Linked DNA regions of Mus musculus: region 1 is linked to region 2. A link is a contact called in public HiChIP or PLAC-seq data. All regions are on one chromosome and are shown on one strand. The core of a region is the stretch at or near the end of the contact, and the rest is flanking DNA. Distances in the headings are between cores, read along the strand shown.

What was found. HiChIP or PLAC-seq counts read pairs in DNA pulled down with a chosen protein or histone mark.
Region 1: an H3K4me3 HiChIP or PLAC-seq map of bone marrow-derived macrophages shows a contact between it and region 2, with 5 times the contacts expected there. The contact joins two enhancer-like sites. A contact is called at or near these places in 1 of 39 promoter capture datasets (pre-B cells), 1 of 15 datasets of contacts at CTCF or cohesin (large pre-B cells) and 1 of 115 datasets of contacts at active chromatin or transcription factors (bone marrow-derived macrophages).

The regions. Positions count from the first base shown.
Region 1 is chr7:64,216,035-64,219,588 of GRCm38.p6, forward strand. Trpm1 (transient receptor potential cation channel, subfamily M, member 1) reads left to right here. Exons shown (of 27, transcript NM_001039104.2): 11 at 1,456-1,626; 12 at 3,074-3,208. Among named protein-coding and RNA genes, the nearest start is that of Mir211, 12 kb to the left of the region's middle. Within about 2 kb of position 1,852, at least 11 of the 459 cell types and tissues checked have an H3K27ac peak or open chromatin away from gene starts, as enhancers often do. A contact at or near this core is called in bone marrow-derived macrophages, where this site is marked.
Region 2 is chr7:63,857,169-63,860,743 of GRCm38.p6, forward strand. No RefSeq gene overlaps it. Among named protein-coding and RNA genes, the nearest start is that of Gm39023, 6.3 kb to the left of the region's middle. Within about 2 kb of position 1,498, at least 232 of the 459 cell types and tissues checked have an H3K27ac peak or open chromatin away from gene starts, as enhancers often do. A contact at or near this core is called in bone marrow-derived macrophages, where this site is marked.

The sequences.
Region 1 (3,554 bases), core at 602-3,101, 360 kb after region 2:
ATTGAGTCAGATGACCTAAGGATGTGACATGAAGGGAGCTGGGTGATGCCCTTGATGTGGGCATCAGTATTGTCGCTGGTGATCAACGCCAGAGCATTAGATAAGCAGAAAGATGCATCAAAGCAAGCAGAGGAAGAAGAGGAGGGAGTGTGTCGTGGACAACCCACCAGCAGAGCCTGATGGGAGGAAGGCAGTAGGGAGAGGCTGTCAGCAGAGGGTCCAGTGGTTCTGACACTGGCTGTGTTACCATGACAGGCCCCTCATCCCACACTTACCAGGGGATCAGGCCCACTTCTTTCTCCCTCCTATTCCACTGAGTGAGCACCCTCAGTCCTTGAGGCCTTCCGTCTGTCACTGTACTACATTGAGCCCTTGAAACTTCCAGTTCATCACCACACTGTAAGTGTCCTCAAGGCTCCTGAAGCCTCCCTCCCTCCATCACCACATGCATGTGCTCCTGAAGCCTCCCTCTATCCATCACCAAATGCATGTGTCCTTGAAGTCTCCATCCATCACCACATGTGTCCCTGAAGCCTCTATCCATCACCACATGCATGTGTTCCTGAAACCTCCTTCTATCCATCACCACATGCATGTGCCCTTGAAGTCTCCATTCATCACCACATGCATGTGTCCCTGAAGTCTCCATCCATCACCACATGCATGTGTCCCTGAAGTCTCCATCCATCATCACATGCATGTGCCCCTGAAGCCTCCATCCATCACCACATGCATATGTCCCTGAAGTCTCCATCTATCACTATACTCTATGGGCTCCTGAAGCCTCCATCCACCACCACATTACACAGCTCTAAGGTACCTGCCAGAGCTGTTTTAGCCATAATAATCTCTAGCTCACATTTCTCCCGAAATAGCAACTTGCATTATATCTTTTGCCTCTGACCCATTCACAGTCACATTCTCCCATCATTAGAGGACTATCAGCACACCTCTGGTACCTTTTAGTTTGTGTTTCAGCATCCTTTCCTTAAAATATACCCATCAATCAATATGTTATTTGCTTCAAATATACATATTAGGCCAACTAACTCTTTGTGCCCATCAGGAACAGTGGTTCACAGTATCAAGATCTTCTTCATCAGACTGCCAGGCCACAGTTGACTGTGTGTGTACATGTGTGTATGCCTGTGTGTGCTGGTGCATATGTGTCTTGGGTGTGTGCATGTGTGAATACTTATGTATATGTTCATAGCATTAACCATGGATGCATAACTTCACCACGTGCACACTGAGGCATTGTTTGCAGGAATAGGAATGTGTACCTTACAATGTGTACGTGCATCTGTACTATTCGTGTGTGTGTGTGTGTGTGTGTGTGTGTGTGTGTGTGTATGCACACATGCACATAGAGTTCAGGGTGTCCCTGTGCATATCTTAAAATGAGTGGGGGGTGGTCTTGGTACCTTTTCCCAATATGCTTGTTGTGGATTGCAGCCACTGGGAAGCCTGGCCCCTCCTGTGGACACCAAAGCCACAGAGAAGGAAAAGAAGCCACCCACAGCCACCACCAAGGGGAGAGGAAAAGGAAAAGGCAAGAAGAAAGGCAAAGTGAAAGAGGAAGTGGAGGAAGAGACGGACCCCCGGAAGCTTGAGCTGCTCAACTGGGTGTGTGCTCACGTGCTCGTGTCCTTGCCCGTGTGTCTTCAGAGTTCTGGACTGGCATTCCCCAAGTTCTCCGGAAGAGACTCCCTTGTTACCTTTGCTTCATCCCTGCCGGGATGGGGGACAGATGGGTTAATGTCAATACTTCATGGCAATAGTGTGTTCACTTCAATGTAGCCGTCGGTGGTCACAGCTGTTTCGTAAGGAGGAGTGGTTGTCCCTGTGGCATATGCTTGCCACTGCAGAGGGAGACCTGGAAAACATGCATGATGGCTCCAGCCTCCCAAGCCGGAGGCTAGCTACTGCTAACCACCTATCACTCCTTTCTACACTACCACTTCAAAAGGGTTTTGTGGCATGAATTCTAAATATGTGGTTTGTTTCCCATATTTTCCTGCCCCAAATGTCTGCATGTCTGCCAAGCAGAGAGAGCTACTACTGAGTAAATGACCAGAACTTCCTTTCAGAGTGGTACCTTGGTTCCATAAATAGGAGCGTGTGGTCATCACTCACCCAACGGCACCCTAGTGGACTATGACATGCCCACATGGTCTGACCACTGCCAAAAATGCTCCCCAGTCAAGGAAACAGCAGAGAGAAACTTAGCAGGGCAAACGCTGGGATGGCTATCTTTAATTCATTAGAAATTTGTTTAGATTCATTTTTACTATTTTACATGTGTAAGTATTTTGCCTGCATATGTGTATGTGCACCACCATGTACATACACCTAATCCCTACAGAAGTCAAAAAAAGGCACTGGGTCCCCTGGGATGGGAGTTAGCAGGGAGGTTGTGAACTAACATGTTAGCCCTGAGAATTGAACCTGGGTCCTCCTCAAGCACAAGAAGTGCTTGTAACTTCTGAGCCAACTCCATGGCCTCTTTGACTCTTTTTGTTGTTGTCGTTTTGTTTTGTTTTGTTTTGTTTTGTTTTGTTTTGTTTTGTTTTTCGAGACAGGGTTTCTCTGTGTAGCCCTGGCTGTCCTGGAACTCACTCTGTAGACCATGTTGGCCTCAAACTCAGAAATTCGCCTGCCTCTGCCTCCCAAGTGCTGGGATTAAAGGTGTGCGCCACCACGCCTGGCTCTTTGACTCATTTTTAAAAGATAGAATCCCTTACAAACTTTGACAGAGCATGAGGGGACCAAACTGAAAGCAGAGGGGAGAAGGTTAAGGCATGGTTATTCAAAGGAAACAACCTTGGGAACCACAGACTGTCGTGCAGGCCCTTAGTGCAGCTCTTGACAGTCATATGTGAGGCCATGGGCTCAATTTCCAGCACCAGGTTAACAAAACATGCCCCCAACACACACATGCATGCACGCACGTGCACAAAGCAAACAAACAAAATATCAAAACATTCCGGAACTTTCCATGGGATGTCCTAAGGTCTCATGCCTGGAGTCTTCTGGGAGGCCACTCATGGTCTCCCTTCTGGATTTCCTGCAGGTGAATGCCCTGGAGCAAGCCATGCTGGATGCTCTTGTCCTAGATCGGGTGGACTTTGTAAAGCTCCTGATTGAAAACGGAGTGAACATGCAGCATTTCCTCACCATCCCGAGGCTGGAGGAGCTATACAACACCGTGAGCATCCCGGGAGGAAGGGTGGAGGCGAGCTAGCACCGCGAATATGCTCATCATTGATGCATATTATTCCCCCCAAAAGTGGGGGGCAGAGTATAGACTGGGGCAGCTTCAGCCAGAAGACACATATGTAGTGAGAGTCATCTCCTTCTCACTTGCTCCTGGACAGTGTGCATTCATCATATTCTTAGCAACTATGCCATACCAGACAGCCAGTCCTTCCAGCTGCAGTGGACAGATGATCCTCGCTGTGCAGTGGGCTCACATCTTTATAAAGCCATCTCTAAAGTATCCTAAGATGACAATGTACTTGATGGTCCCAGCCCACTGAACATCACGACTTAGT
Region 2 (3,575 bases), core at 248-2,747:
ACCTGGTGACATCACCAGTCCTTGGAGTAGATCAAAGGGAACCATATGGATGGCACCCAGCTGCCAGGGCTGCCAGCTCTTCCAGCCCAGGAATGCCTGGGGCTGCCTGGATAGGAAAACTGGAAATGGTACCTGCCTGCCCACCGCCTCTTATTTGTAAGCCACAGGCAGCCTTAGCCTCCTACTTAGACTCTCCAGGGCCAATGGTCCTGTTCTAACACCAACACACACTCTTCGCAGGCTGTGGTTGTGGTGCTGCGGCTCAAAAACCAAGGTGTTTAGAGAGATCTAGAAGCGACAAAGGCCCCAAAGCCCTGGAACAAGGTACTGTAAATGAGCATGGATGAACACTGAGGGACAGACCCACAGACAGAGCATCTCCCAGATACCCACCACTCCTTTCACAGTACCAAAAGGTCAACAGCTGGCTAGGTTTGGCTGCCTCTTCCACCATGCCTTCAAACAGCAGACAGTTCATATGGTCTATTACATCTCCTGCACAGCCCCGTCCCTTGGCTTAGTGGGTTCCCCTGATGTGATGGCGGGCCCCTGAGGACTCTCAGGGCCATAGGCAGGTGGGAAAATAGAGAGCGTGCAAAGCAGCAGCAATTACAGGCTCCACCCTGAGATGGGGCACTTTGTGGTGGGAACCTGTCCAGGCAAAGGACTTATCCGAGAGATCAGGCAAATTACTGGGTAGCCATCAGAGTGGAGCCTAGGCACAGACGTGTGTGCAACAGACACCTCATTAGTCTAATTATGGGCTCCCGGGCCCACTGGTACTACGCAGATGGAGGAAAACTTGAGGTCAGCCAAGAGAACAGCACCAAGGTGATGCTTTCCTCAGAAGGCTAGTTTGCCCTAGCTCCTCAGGCTGAGGTCCACCCCAGAAAGATGGGAGAAATGGAGGGGATGAGACCTCGTCACTTTAGAAGTCGACAGACTCCACACCTGCTCATGTGCTCTGCGTCCTTCTACTCCATCTGCAACCCTCATCCGTCGGCATTCAGGATTGCCAGGAGATGCTGGCCACTAGATACGGTCCATAAAAAAATGGTGATAGGACTGGAGAGATGCCAATTAAGGGCACTGATTGCTTCCAGAGAACATTAGTCGTATCCCAGAAAAGATGGCTCAAAACCGTCTGTCACTCCGGTTCGGAAAGATCAAGTACCCTTAGTTGGCAACAGACACGCTTGCGGGCAAAACACCCATACACGGAGAATATTTTAATTTTAAAAATTAAAACGGTGTCAAAGGTGCACAAAGGTCAGCCTTGTACTGCACATACGTTAGCTCCTCTAGAGTTATAAACAAATGCATTTATTTCATAAATGAGAGAAGAGTGCCTGACGATGTTAAGTGATTTGTTAGTAGCTCTTGGAGCTAGAAAATCAAGACTTTGCCCTAAACTAGCAGCAGGCCCAGGAACCACCCACCACCGAAGAGCTGGTGGGAAGTGGCTCCGGGAAACAGCTCGCTCCTCCCTCAAGAGATGACGTCACGGGGCCCCGCCCGTTTTAAAGCCGCTGAGTCCCTTTGGTTGTTGTAGGGAGAAGGGTTGGGTTCCTCTGCTTCTGAGATCCGGTACCCATCTCCTACGCTCTCGGGCTAAGAAGGGCACAGCACGCCTCTGTAGGCTTGAACACCTGTCCCTAACTGCTTTCGGGCTCGGTACACTACCTGCCACAACCATACAGCAAGACCACAGGGGCCGTCTACCGCACGTGTGGGGACCGGGAGGAACCCCTGGGTCACTCTGCCCTCCACGTGAGGTCCAAAGTCTCTAACAGAAACCCCTCCACTGTACCTGCCTCCCCTCCCCTCCTGACATTCCTAAATCGGCTTGAAGAGGCTGACTGTGACCCGGTGTACTTCCTTTCCTAGCAATCACCTCACCCTGCCCTCTCCTGGCCCGGCACTCTCCAGGACAGGGACATCTGGACAGGACTAAGGACCCAGCTCCACTTCCAGGAAGGCCCATTAGACTGTAACAAGGCCAAAGGGGTGTCCAGGACAAAGAGCCTTGTCAGAGGCCCATAGGCACTCTGGGTACTTAAAACAAAACAGACAAACAAAAACAAACAAACAAACAAACAAAAACAGTTCTGAGGTTGTTTTTTGTTTTGTTGTTGGTTTTTTTTTTTTTTTTTAGGAGGAGGCATGTCAAGGTCACCCCACCCCAAACTACACCCAACAGGCTCAACTGGCCTTGCCCACGCTCCTTTCTTTCTTCCTGAAAGAAAGGGAAAAGGCATAGAGTTAGTTTATAACATTAAGTGTCAGAAGCAGCACCCAGCACCCAGGAAACACTGTAGCTCCTTCCTGGGTTTGTAAAATCAGAATGTGTGTTCAGCAAGCTGCCCAAAGGATGCTGATGCAGCCATGTATGGGACCCCCTGGCTCCTGAATTCCATCTCCATCCCCGAGGCCTGTCTTCTTTTCCTCCTGAGCCCTGCAACCCAAGGGCTTCTCCCACCAAGAACTGCTACAATGGTTCCCAGTAACTCTTTTGCCTGTACACACCAGCTAACCTTGAATGTCCTGTCTAAATGTTCCCCTCCAGAGTATAGGGTCTTAGGTATGCAGGAATACAGGCTCAGACCCCTTCTAAAGCGGGCTCACAATCAGGCTGTGTCTCAGATTAGTCTCCCTGCCTCCATTCCTTAACGTTCAAAGGTGGCAGAAGCTCTGAGATGAAGCAGACCAGGAGACTGCCACCCTGGCCCACCAGACCCAGAATGCCAGGCAGCTTCTATAGTGCAGACCCAGATCTGCCTTCACAAGCCACTGCCTGGGAGCCATGACCTTCTTTCCAGTTTCACCTTTAATACCTATGTGGGCAGGACCCCCAGGCCCGCTCCCACCAGCATGCTTCAGTGTGAACCAAGCCATCGAGGTGCCCGCTTTCCTGAAGTCCCTGACCCTCTCTGTGTCCAGTGTCCCCTGATAGATCTCCCCTTTGCTTCTGAAACCCACAGACCTTGGTCCTTTCCCTCTGCTTCCCCTTCCCTTCCCCTGAGCCCTCTATTGGGCTCCTGTATCTTTGTGCCTCCTCCCTTGGAATAATACTTACTGTCCCTGAGTCACCCTGAGGGCTACTTACTCTATTTTTGCCACTATAACAAAATAACTGAAACTGGATAGATGATAAATAATTGGGGGGGGGGGGGTGCTGGAAAGATGGCTCATCCATTAAAAGCACTGGCTGCTTGCTTTTCCAAAGGTCCGGAGTTCAATTCCCAGGAACCACATAATGGCTTACAACCATCTGTAATGGGATCTGATGCCCTCTTCTGGTGTGTCTGAAGACAGCGACAGTGTACTCATAAATAAAATAAATAAATATTTTAAAAAAATTGAGGGTTATCCACTGTATTAGTCAGGGTTCTCTAGAGTCACAGGACTTATGGAATGTTTCTCTATATTAAGGGAATTTATTGTGATAATTTATAGTCTATAGTCCAACTAACCCAACAATAATCAGTTGGGAAGTTGCTCAAGCCCATGAAGCTAGTTGTTTCAGCTGGTCTTCTGTAGAAGTATATTCCACCAGATGTGCTGTCAAGTAAACG